Linked DNA regions of Mus musculus: all the other regions are linked to region 2. Evidence: chromatin contacts called from public HiChIP or PLAC-seq and promoter capture Hi-C data. All regions are on one chromosome and are shown on one strand. The core of a region is the stretch at or near the end of the contact, and the rest is flanking DNA. Distances in the headings are between cores, read along the strand shown.

Region 1 (2,700 bases), core at 152-2,651, 1.1 Mb after region 2:
GATGACATCATATATGGTTTTTATGTTCCTTTCTGCTAAGAGCTGTGGGAAGGGCGGGGCAGGGAACTAGATCTCCTTCAGGATACATTGCAAGAAAACCGTGCAGGCAGATTAGAGAAAGGCAACAGTTACGGGAAGCAAGTGTCTGCATTTCTCTCCTGATGCCCTACTCTTCTGCAAAGGGACCTCACCCTTCAACCACTCTGAGGCATCAGCTCTCGGACATCCTGAAGAATGGCAAATTCAGATATAGTGCATGAACGTGAACAGTCAAGGAACCAGGAGGACCGAAGAGCTCCTCTTTGAACAAAGAACCTGGGGGTGGGGGTGGGCAGGGGCGGGAAGAAATCCGGGTTTGCTCTCTGTCTCTTCTCCTCCCTTCTCTGGCCTGGTCCTCCTTCCCACTCTCTCCTCAGCCAGGCCCTTGAAGCTATAACAGGAGAGATAACTGAAATCCCTCCACTCTGTCTCCCTCCAACCCCCCGTGCATTCTTTAGACCCAGGTCGATGGTCCTTTGATAATGTTCAGAACGTAATCTCCTTTCACAAAGGTGACTAGGATGTGCCAGGTGAGTGGGGGTGGGGGTGTTCAGGTCCAAGGGGAAGAAAGAACACGCCCTCTCATTTTTTTGTTTTTTGTGTTTTGTTGTCTCGAGGAGTATAGCAGAACTGTCTAGATGGGGTCAGAGGCAGGTGTGGGATTTCACTGTGCTTGGGATACCCCTACACCTGACATGTCGCACTGGGTGTGATGAGAGGGGAAGACATGGAGGGGAGTTAGGAGGCATCCGCCTGATGTCATGTGTTGGGAAATCACTAGGCTTGTCCTCAGCTGACTTTTGAGTGTATCCTGTCTTTATTTGAAAATGGCAAGCTTTCAGCAAGGCAACTCCTGACTCCACACAGCATACGATAGGGTCGCCTTTCCCCACCCCTAAGTGACCTTGACCTTGCACAAAGAATTACCTATCACATTTTAAATGACCACTGCTGTGACCTCGGTGACAAGAACTGTCCATTTCATGTCTTAGTTCTTAAGAAGAAGAGGCTAACCCATGGCTTAATGCAAATGAGCAGAAAGCCCCCAAAGAGCCATCCAGATATAATTGATTATTCAGCTTTTCCTTGTACCTAAGAAGTGGCAGGGTGACTCTGGCCATCTGCTAAAAACAGGGACTACCTAAGGTTTGGGACAAACAGGAAGTAGTGCTCAGTCAGAAACTTATCCAACCTGGCAACACACCTGATCATAAAAGAGCTACTGGAAGGGATTTGCATGCCCAATAAGGTTTCACTACCGAAGTTTACACAACGCACAGTAATCAGCCAGGCTGGCTGACTCCCTGGATCACATGACCTCGTAGAAACATGAAACTTGGCGATGCGCTCCAGCGAGTTTTACTTCCCCTGTGCAGGGGTGTTTGCCAGCAGCCTGTGGGTTGCTCGCAGAAGTCAGTTCCAGTGGCTTGAGTTCTTGAGGCCAGAGCCTTACCATGCTGCTCCCCAGGAAGTCCAGGAGCTGCTGACACCCCCCTGGACAGCGACACATCCTCTCTCAAGAAAATGGACAAGCTGAATAAGATAACTGTCCCTGCCAGCCAGAAGCTGAGGTAAGAGATTCCCTTCGGAGCCTTATTCCTCTTCTTTGCCCTCTAGGGCTCCTCCAGCGCTCAGAGGCACCAAAACCTTGGGATACTTGACCAGTGCCAATCGGTTAGCAATGGCTATAGGGAAGTAGATCAGCTTTTTAAAGAAACGTGTAGGAGGAGTGAAGGAACCTGCTTTGGCTGGTTTTTGCCAGGGATGGGACAAAGAGTGAAGCTCTGGGAAGGCAAGAAGATAGAAAATTTGATGGCCCACATGCTAGCAACAGCCAGCTTTCTGAGTCTGAGGAGGGGCTCATCCATGGTGTGAAGAGCGTTTGTAGTCACTGTCGCTTACTGACTCTTGTTTGTTTTGTGGGTGTTCACCCTAAGTTTATTGGGGGAACTACGCGTCTCTCCAGTACCCTCATGACTATCTATTTTAGAATGTCAGATGGCTCACTGGATAAAGTGCTGAATGTGCAGGTCTGATGATCTAAGTTCCATGCCCACAACCCAGATAAAAAACGGAAAGAGAAGCAACTCCACAAAGCTGTCCTTGGACTCCACAGTCACTGCCAGCCTGGCACATGCATGCCCTGACACATCATGCCCACACACATTTCACACACACATACACACACACATACTGATAATAACAATAACCATTTTAAAAAACAGCTTTGGCAATTTAAAGAAATATATACTAAGAAAGAATAAGCCAGCAGTGGCCTAAGGCATACATACGTCAAGAGACCATGCAAAGATGACTTCCCAGTTTTTGAGTTTGAAGAGCATTGTCTTCTGAAGTGGGGCTGATGACTCTCAGAGGCTGGAACTTTCAAACGTTTAAGGGTGTGTTATATTCCATGTGCAGGCTAGAACTTTGGACTTTCATGAGGTCATACTTAAGGGATGGAGCACTGGAGAGTCTGAGACAAATGACAAGAAAAGACATGGAGTTGATAGAAGGACAGTCTTTCACGGTGGCACATGGGTCTTCTCACTCTGAGGGGTTTGGTAAGAGGCAGACTGAGAGGTACTAAGGGGTCCAGACCAGCGGGCAGCATCAGCTGGTCAGCCATTTTATAGAGGATACCCAGGAGAGCCACAGAGC
Region 2 (2,700 bases), core at 67-2,566:
ATAGCTCTGGTCTGATCTGTGTCCAAAGTTTTAAATTCTTATGAAGTCTCAAATGGATAAAGGTCACTTCTTCGCTGCCTCAGTCACCTCATGCCCCACATTATCCTGCTTCCACACCCCCCCAGTACAAAAGCAGGCGACAGAATTAAGGTCAGCAAAACTGCCCTAGCTAAGTAAACTGCTAATATAGAACTGAAGGAAAAATTAAAGGGCAGGAGACAGTTTCGTGTTTTTAAAGCTCCACACTCTGACACTGAGGAACCATAAGCAACGATATGAACCTTTTCCCAGAAGTGAGCAATAATCAGGACAGATGACACTGACGAATCCACCCACGCTGTCACCAATGACTGCTAATAAGAAACCTGGGATCCCTACAAAGACAGCCCCACAACACAAGAGGGAATTAAATCCTCTGAGTCCGTGATGGGTCGACACACAGCTTTGGGCCAAACTAAAATAAATAAATAAAAGGTGAAAGAGAATAGGTCTAAAACCCTGAATCTGGAGGCAATGACTAGCTACTTGTCCCAGTAGTTTGAAGCTAAGGGACCGACTGGAAAGCAGCTTGGGTCAGGACTTTTCTGCCCCGTATCTGGTCAATTTCCTCTTTTCTCTTTTCGCTCACGCCTTCCCCTGCAAAAAGGTTCTGATTGATTTCTTCATCCCGCGAGGTTTCTCCACTTCCAGTCCCCAGAAGCATCCCCAATCTCGCCGGGGGCTGGCGCTGAAGTTTCTTTTCTGCACCCTTTCGATTCCCCCTTTCCCCGGTCCCAGGGCGCCGCCCCCGCTGCGCCCGCACCCCCGCGCTCACCCCCTGAGAGTCCTTGACGAAGTAGCTTCCACTGGAGCCCTGGTAGATGCGCTCGGGATAGATGCTGCACTCGATGGCAACCTCGGCCTGCCGCACCACCACCTCGAACTCGGGGTCCTCCGGGAAGTCGTTCCGCTCGCGGTGGGTCTGAACGGCGTGCGCCGCCACGGCCGCTTGGGCGGCCAGGGCCTGGGCCTGCACCGCCACCGTGTGGGTCTGGCCCTGCGCCGCCGCGCCCCGGGCCCGGTCCAGCAGGGGCTGCCGCTCCCGGTCGTGGCCGGGCGAGCACGGCGGTGACGGGCCGGAGCCGGCCGCCGCCGCCACGCGGACCGCGCCCCCCGGTACTTGCGGAAAGTGAGCTCCGGAGCCCGACGGGAAGGTGTACTCCGGGGGTTGGGCCCGCTCGGGGGACACTAGCGGGCTCGTCTCGTCCATCCCTCAGGCCGCCGGCTCGGGGACCCGGCGCGCTCCACACCAGCGAGCTCGCGGCCGTGACCAATCCGCGGCACTCCCCCACCTCCCGCTTGGCCAACCAGGGAGCCGCGCCTCCGTAGCTCCGCCCCTAGCCTGTCCTGTTTACTTGGCGACGCGTAGGCACGGCCCCTCGCGCTTGTGTAGTGGCCAATCAGAACCTGCGCCTACGCAATCGCGGCCTCCTTAGCTTTCGCGTCACCTTCTGTGGAGACCGCGCATGCTCGAGACAAACCCGGGTTAGGTACGCCCTCTGCCCTTAGCCCGCCCCAGCTTCCAATTGGCAGACAGATCTTCGGAAGCTTTTCCGATAGCTGCTTCCTTGCTAACTTATTGACTGGCTACGCTGAGCTGACTGTGAAACTGCAAAATGTCATTTTTGTGTCACTAAGCACCAGCTATGGACAAAGAATTGAAACGACAACAATGACATAGGTCACTTGTGCTATCGCAATAAGTTAAAAAAAAAAAATCCTAGTACCTCAGCCGGGCGGATGCCTTTAAACCTTTAAACCTTGCACTTGGAAGTCAGAGGCAGGTAGATCTGTTTCTTTGAGTTTGCGGCCATAGTGAGTTCCAGGACGGCCAAGATTACACAGAGAAACCCTGTCTCGAAAAACCAAAAGTAAATAATAAATGTCAGTCTTCATGCAGTTTACATAGTATGCTTTGCTCATATACTATGTAAATCTGATCATTGAGGAAAGCTTTGGTCCCTTGAGAATAAATTAGTCCGTGACTTTATTCACCTGAATGTCTAGACACAGTTGGTCCTCGTTTTCATTAATAAAAGGAAGAAGCTTTGTCCTCACTCTGTATAAGCACCACCGGAGACAGATATAAAGCTAACAATATTAGCTGAAAGTTCGCAATAGTTCATAGACTTGAGAACGTGAGAAAAGGCCGTATACAGGGTCTGTACCAAGAGCCAGCTGCTAAAGGAAGTAGCTGAATTGCAAGGGGAGAAGGGAAGAAAAGGCATACCATGCACAGGGAGCATTGCCAAAGTGAAGGAGGAAGAAGGCTAAAGCCTATTTAGGACACCCTGCTTGGCTGAGGAAAAGCAGAGCTAAACACTAAAGGCCTAGTGAGCCAGCAGAGGGCACGTGACATCCGGAAGCTTCAGAGGGCAGAGCTTGCAGGAGTGCAATGTAGAGCGCATCCACTCTAAACCTAGAGACAGAACAGAGGCTGCAGGCATGGAGGAACAGCTAAGGCACTTGCTGCTCTTACACCGGAACCGGAACCGGAACCGGAACCGGAACCAGTTCCCAGCACTCATATCAGGTGGGCCACAAAAACCTCTAAGCCTTGCTCTAGGGAATCTGACACCCTCCTTTAAGCCTTTTCAGGTACCTTCACACGGACAGGCACAGAAGAGAGAGTGACAGAGAGAGAGAGAGAGAGAGAGAGAG
Region 3 (2,726 bases), core at 56-2,555, 1.3 Mb after region 2:
CTTAACAGATTTCACAATCACCCCATAAGGACGTTCTGTCGTTGTTATTTCTCCTTTTACAGACGAGGAAACTGAGAAAGAGAAAATTAAGTTGTCCGAAGTCTCAGAGCAGGTTTGGGGAAAGGTTGGAGAACTGAGTTATGTACAGGGCTTACACCAGCTTCATGCAACAGCATGTACGAAACAAGGAGGGCTGTTCACTCACACACAGACACAGACAGACAGACAGACAGACACACACACACACACACACACCCATGGTCGACCTGGCAACATCGGAACACCATCCACCTTCCTTCTCCCAACTACCACGCCCCAGTCTTCTCCACATTTACAGGTTCTTCGGATGCAGCCCAGGGAAGGAAGAAGTTAATTAACTTTGACAAATGAGCAAACTCGCCTTCTCTGGCCTGGAAGGTAGAGAGTAAAGAACCTGACTGGCCTTTCCAGGAAGCACAAGAGCCGGGATGGGGAAAGTCGGGTCTCGGGAGTTACCTTGTACCGAAGCGCCTGGTGAATATCCGCAGCCAGCTGTCCTCGCCACCACTGCCCCTCCAGCTCCATGGAAGCCGGAGGTGCGCCCGGCCAGACGCCGCAACTTCAGTCTGGAAGACACGCCCCAGACGCGGTCACGGCCAGCAACTCCCCCCCCCCCCAGTCCCCCCGCGATCCTCCGCGCCCCCTCCTCCAGGGATGCGATCTCAGGTCACCCCGTGCGGCTGCTCCTCTTCACCTGACCCGACCCCGAGCCATCTTCCAACGCCAGCAAGGCCTGATCTACCCAGTCGTCTGCAATCGCCCGCTGCAAGAACTGCAGAAAGGTGCGAGCTCTGAAAGCTCCGGGCGGGACGGCCCACCTCGGGCTCTCCGAGTTCTGGGTTCGACCTCAGCCGCCTGCACTTAGGCGCGGGAGCCCTGACATTGTCAGAACGTCGCCGGAATGGAGAGTGACCAGCGCGCGACACCAGGTCCGCGCCGACAGCCCCGCACGCTCCACCACCCTGGGGGTCTGCGGTGCGCCCGCCGCAGCGCGGACCCGGAGCGGCAAACAAAAGGCCGGGCGGGCGGCCGTGCTCCGCGCCTCGCTTCCCCTCGCCTCGCTGCGCTCCCGCAGGCCTGCCCGGCCCACGCGGTTTCTTACCCGGAACCGCGGCCCTCAGAGCCCCAGCCCGGCCGGCGTGCACGGGGCGCCGGCAGCGTTCATGCCGCGGACCGTCGGCCGCGAAGCCCCCGCCTCAGCTAGGGCCCAGCACCCGGGCGCTCGCGCCGCCCATTGTTAAAGGACCGGCAGGCGGCTCGCCGTACAAAGCCAGCGCCGGGGCACGGGCCGCCCCGCGCTGCCAATCGGCTCTCGCGATACAGCGGGGTCGCGCCTCGCCGTCCAATCGGCGGCCGGGCCGAGCCAGGTGCTACTCCGTCTCCCGGGCCCCTGCCCGGTGCCGGGCGGTCTCGCTCTGCAGCCTCCGCGGTCTGTCGGCGCCCGAGGGCCGCTCACCTGCAGAGAATCTTTGATGGGTCCCGGGTGCTGGCAAAGAAAGATGCGATGTCTCAGCCCCGGGATTAAAACTTGGCAGCGCGGATCTGGCCCGCTGTCTCACTTCCGAGGGGCTGCTCTCCGGGATCCTCCCCCTACCCTAAGCCTTCCGAATGGGCTTTAGCTCTTACCAGTCCCTAAGGCGCTTTGGTTGTCGAGTTCTGCTCCAGTCTCCCCTCTAAACCCAGTACTCCTTTTAGCTCTTCTAACTCAGCTCTTCTTGTTGCTTTCACTTCGGCGATTCGCGCGAGTTGCGACTGGAATTGACATCTTTAGCAACCTGGCTTGTCAGATCCATAATGGATGTAATTGACCATCTGTGGTGGTCAAGGAAGAGACCCTAAACGGTGGGAACACTCCAGCGTCAATTGAGGCGATTGGCTGGGGCTGGAAATGTAACAGAAACCCCATCAGTTGTATTTGAGAGTGTCTGGAGGACCACCCCAAAAGAAGTAGATGGGTTCCCTCAATTTTCCAGAGACTGTAAAGCGACTTCCTTCAATATTTAAACATAAATCATGAGACCTCACCCCTTACTTTGAATATTTTGTTTAGAAAGAGGAAGAGTGACAAAGGGCTAGTACAGAAAAGGATGAGTGCACACTTCGGGAGCATGGCTTATCACCCTGGTATTTGCATCCATCCCGGAAGGGCTGCTGCAGACCCCTGTGTGACAGTGTTATACAATGCCTGGGGAGAGCAGGGGTTCAGGAAATGATGGGAAGAAACTGGAAGCATGCACGTGAAAATTGGCAGAACCCAGCCTAGCCCGGTGCATTTCGGGAAGAGACTACTAGTAGAGGGAAAGGACGTTATCTGGCTAAAATTTCCATGTCATTTATGGTATTTAAGTAGTACTCAGTTTCCAATTCACGACTACTAAGCAGCTTTTGGCTTCCAAATGATTTAGGGTCCAGGCCTTTCTTAAGAACCTTTTCAGAAAAGTGGGTCACAGACTATAATTGCCTATGCGATCCTGTAATAAGCAGGTTGTCCTACAGTCTACTTTGAACACGTTGTTTGCCGGGAGAGACCGGTTCAGAAATCATGTATTATTCTAGACTTAGATGGCTCTTTATAAGATGCCAGTATTCATCCTTGTTCATGCCTGTGTATGTCTCTGGTGGTCTCTCTAGAGTCTACATTCCTAAAAGGAATTTCGGTCTTACTATTTTTTTCATCCCTTTAGAGT
Region 4 (2,700 bases), core at 126-2,625, 1.2 Mb after region 2:
GCTTTGTTGAAGGATAATTAACAGATCTGCAGCTATAACTTTAAAAATGTTAGGGAATTTCAGCAAGTCTCTCTATTCATTCTGACCATACAAACTTTAGAGCACACTCAAATCAGACCTGTTTTGCTGGGAAAAAAAGCAATTCAATTATTATTAGTAAAATGTGCCTTAAGAAAACCAGACTTTCAAATTAACCACGCTGTGAGTTGTTTTTACATTACATCCCTGAGATAATCACAGACAGTTCAACATTCTCATGAATTCCTCAAAAACTGACCCCTTTCCCCATTTTCAAGACTTTTGAAAAAAATAATTTACAAAAACTAAAATAACCCAAATTTAAACCTGAAGCGAAAACTGACCCTTAACTTTTGTTTTCTAAACTTTGAAGTTGCATCTGTTCCATTGGTCTAGATAAGAGTTAAATCACATCATCTATGCATTCAGACCCAATACTTTTGAGTTACCAAAGCCATCTAACTCAAGATACTACCCACTTAACAAAGAGGACACCATGTTAAGAACAGATTCAAGATGGACCCTACAAGTGGGGAAAAAAAAAAAAAAAGCCCGTGACAAAGAAATCCATATGCCACTGGGTGTGGTGGTGGTGGGGGCAGTCTACAAGAGGACCACTTTCTTGCCCAACTCTGAGGGCGCGCAGTGCGTGCGCCAAGAGAGCGGGGAGTCTCTGCAAGGAAGAACCCCCAATAGCCATAGACTGGGCCCATAGTAGGGATGCCGTCGAGGCGGGCCCGCGAACCTACAGCTCGAGGGGTGCGGACTGAGGGCTGCCCAGCCCGTCTCCACCGGGCGCGGAACCCGACGAGCGATGGCTTCGCGCGCCAAACGCCCCCGCATCGCCCCCAAAACGCCGCGCCCGATCCGCCCCTTTCCCCGGAGTTCCGCTGCCCCTCGGGCGCGCGGATGTACACTGTCGCCGCGCCGTGCGCGCGCGCCCAAGTCCTAGGCTCTGAGACCGTGGGGGAGTTCTTAGGGACAAACTTACAACCAGCCCAAGCCGAGACGACAATGACCAGCCCTAAGAGCTAGCAAGAGCCCCGGGTTAGAAACCAAGGACTTCTCTAGAAAACTTTGCGGCAAGTTGGCCGGAAGCGCTGAATGGACGGGACTATTTAACATGAGCTTCCTAGCGCAAGAGGCGGATCCCCCCCAAGACCATTTGGGGGGAACCCTAGCACCCCACGATTTCGCCCTTGGCCCCTTGCCGTCTCTCTGTGCGTCCCGACATCCTAACTGGTCTTGGCGGCTCCGCACACAGGGAATACCTGCCGTGGTCCCCATTGCCTGCGAGTCCCAGATGGCGGCCATTACCCCTCCATCCGGGTACTGCCGGAAAGCCGAGCGCCGCGCTGCCGGCAGCGCACGCTGCGGCGGAGGGATCCGCGCTGCACCTGAGGCGAGCGGAAGGGAACGGCGGCCGGAAGGGCCCCCGCCTCAGCCTCCCGAGAGTAGGCCATGGCGCTGAGTCCACGGCTGACCTCGTCATACGGCGCCTCCCTGCGTCCCGCCTCACCGCCCCCCGTCTACTCACCAGCCGCGGGGATCCTACTGCGGGGGGAAGAACGGGGAAAATGGCTACCGTCCTTTCCCAAGTAGACACCAGAAGCAGGAACTGGTGTGCTTGGCAAGCCTTGGTTGACAGGAAATGGCCTCAACCCAGAGGTTTTAGGCAGCCCCCATCTTAGCAAATGGCGTGTTCCCTGTACTTACTCGGATCACGCGAGTTGTGGTATCCCTTTGACGTCCCAGTGGTTGGACGAAGCTGCTACCCAAAGCTCTGGCCCACAAGGGAGCCAACCCTGAGCTCCAGAGCAGCCCCACGCACAGGCTACCTGTGAGGGACACTCTTCTCTCCCGCCGCGACACGACCTCCTCCCACGGCACGGAGGACTCGTCTGAGCGAAGGAAGTCCTCTCAGCGAAGGAAAACCCTCGCACGCCCCTCACAGACTCAAAAATGGAATCCTTGCCCCCAAGAAAAGAATCCTTCCCCACCCCACACAAGAGTCGTACAAAGTCCAAATGTGGCTCCTCTCTTTCAGAACGTTTCAGAAGCCTACTAATCTCACTTGGTAAATAATTACCTCCCTTAAAAGAAAAAAAGGACAAAAAACACACGTGGAAGCACTGTGGAAACTGCCGCCGTCAAAAACTCGAGGCGGAGGGATATAGCAAAATATAAAAGATCGAATCTGAGAATTTTGGCTTCAACTGTGGGCCGTAGTTTTTTTTTTTGGGGGGGGGGATGCGTGGGGGCAAGGGGTAACCCAAATAACTCCTGACACGCACAAATTTTTCTTAAAACCAATTTTAAAACTGTTAAGAATTTTCCACTTTCTTAGGATATGCTTTTGAACGCATTGACCTGTGCCACACGGACTTTACCCTTTAAATTAAAAAAAAGAAAAAGAAAAAGAAAAAGAAAAAGAAAGGAATAAAACACACACGGAGAACCCTTAGTTTTGGGTGGTTTGTACAACAGTCCTCCTAGAAGCGGCAAGCTGAAATTCACACAAGAAGTACAAACATAACTATAAAAGTGAAGGTGAAATCTATTAATATCAAAAGGGCATATTTATAATCTATAATGATGTTTGCAAAATAGATTTTCTTTGGGGGGGGGCAGGGTAACAGGCCCTGAGACAGTGTAACAGAGCCCTGGCTGTCCTGGAACTCA

Evidence for each region. Promoter capture Hi-C pulls out the DNA fragments that hold promoters and counts their contacts. HiChIP or PLAC-seq counts read pairs in DNA pulled down with a chosen protein or histone mark. Capture Hi-C pulls out chosen DNA fragments and counts their contacts.
Region 1: a contact with region 2 is called in a promoter capture Hi-C map of pre-B cells, with 4 times the contacts expected there. The contact joins the promoter of Blnk here to the promoter of Pi4k2a in region 2. A contact is called at or near these places in 1 of 39 promoter capture datasets (pre-B cells) and 1 of 484 Hi-C or Micro-C datasets (B cells).
Region 3: a promoter capture Hi-C map of pancreatic islet shows a contact between it and region 2. The contact joins the promoter of Ccnj here to the promoter of Pi4k2a in region 2. A contact is called at or near these places in 1 of 39 promoter capture datasets (pre-B cells), 1 of 115 datasets of contacts at active chromatin or transcription factors (acute myeloid leukemia) and 1 of 9 other capture datasets (pancreatic islet).
Region 4: an HNF4G HiChIP or PLAC-seq map of pancreatic cancer cells shows a contact between it and region 2. The contact joins the promoter of Zfp518a here to the promoter of Pi4k2a in region 2. A contact is called at or near these places in 4 of 39 promoter capture datasets (liver, pre-B cells and stem cell-derived epiblast-like cells) and 1 of 115 datasets of contacts at active chromatin or transcription factors (pancreatic cancer cells).

Annotation. Positions count from the first base shown.
Region 1 is chr19:40,992,922-40,995,621 of GRCm38.p6, reverse strand. It overlaps Blnk (B cell linker), which reads left to right and starts at 1,401. Exons shown (of 17, transcript NM_008528.5): 1 at 1,401-1,610. The coding sequence starts at 1,564.
Region 2 is chr19:42,089,051-42,091,750 of GRCm38.p6, reverse strand. Pi4k2a (phosphatidylinositol 4-kinase type 2 alpha) reads right to left here and starts at 1,316. Exons shown (of 9, transcript NM_145501.2): 1 at 815-1,316. The coding sequence starts at 1,249.
Region 3 is chr19:40,829,858-40,832,583 of GRCm38.p6, reverse strand. It overlaps Ccnj (cyclin J), which reads right to left and starts at 1,305. Exons shown (of 6, transcript NM_172839.4): 1 at 1,142-1,305; 2 at 496-605. The coding sequence starts at 564.
Region 4 is chr19:40,893,380-40,896,079 of GRCm38.p6, reverse strand. Zfp518a (zinc finger protein 518A) reads right to left here and starts at 1,375. Exons shown (of 5, transcript NM_028319.1): 1 at 1,290-1,375. It overlaps Mir8092 (microRNA 8092), which reads right to left and starts at 1,377; the gene lies at 1,291-1,377.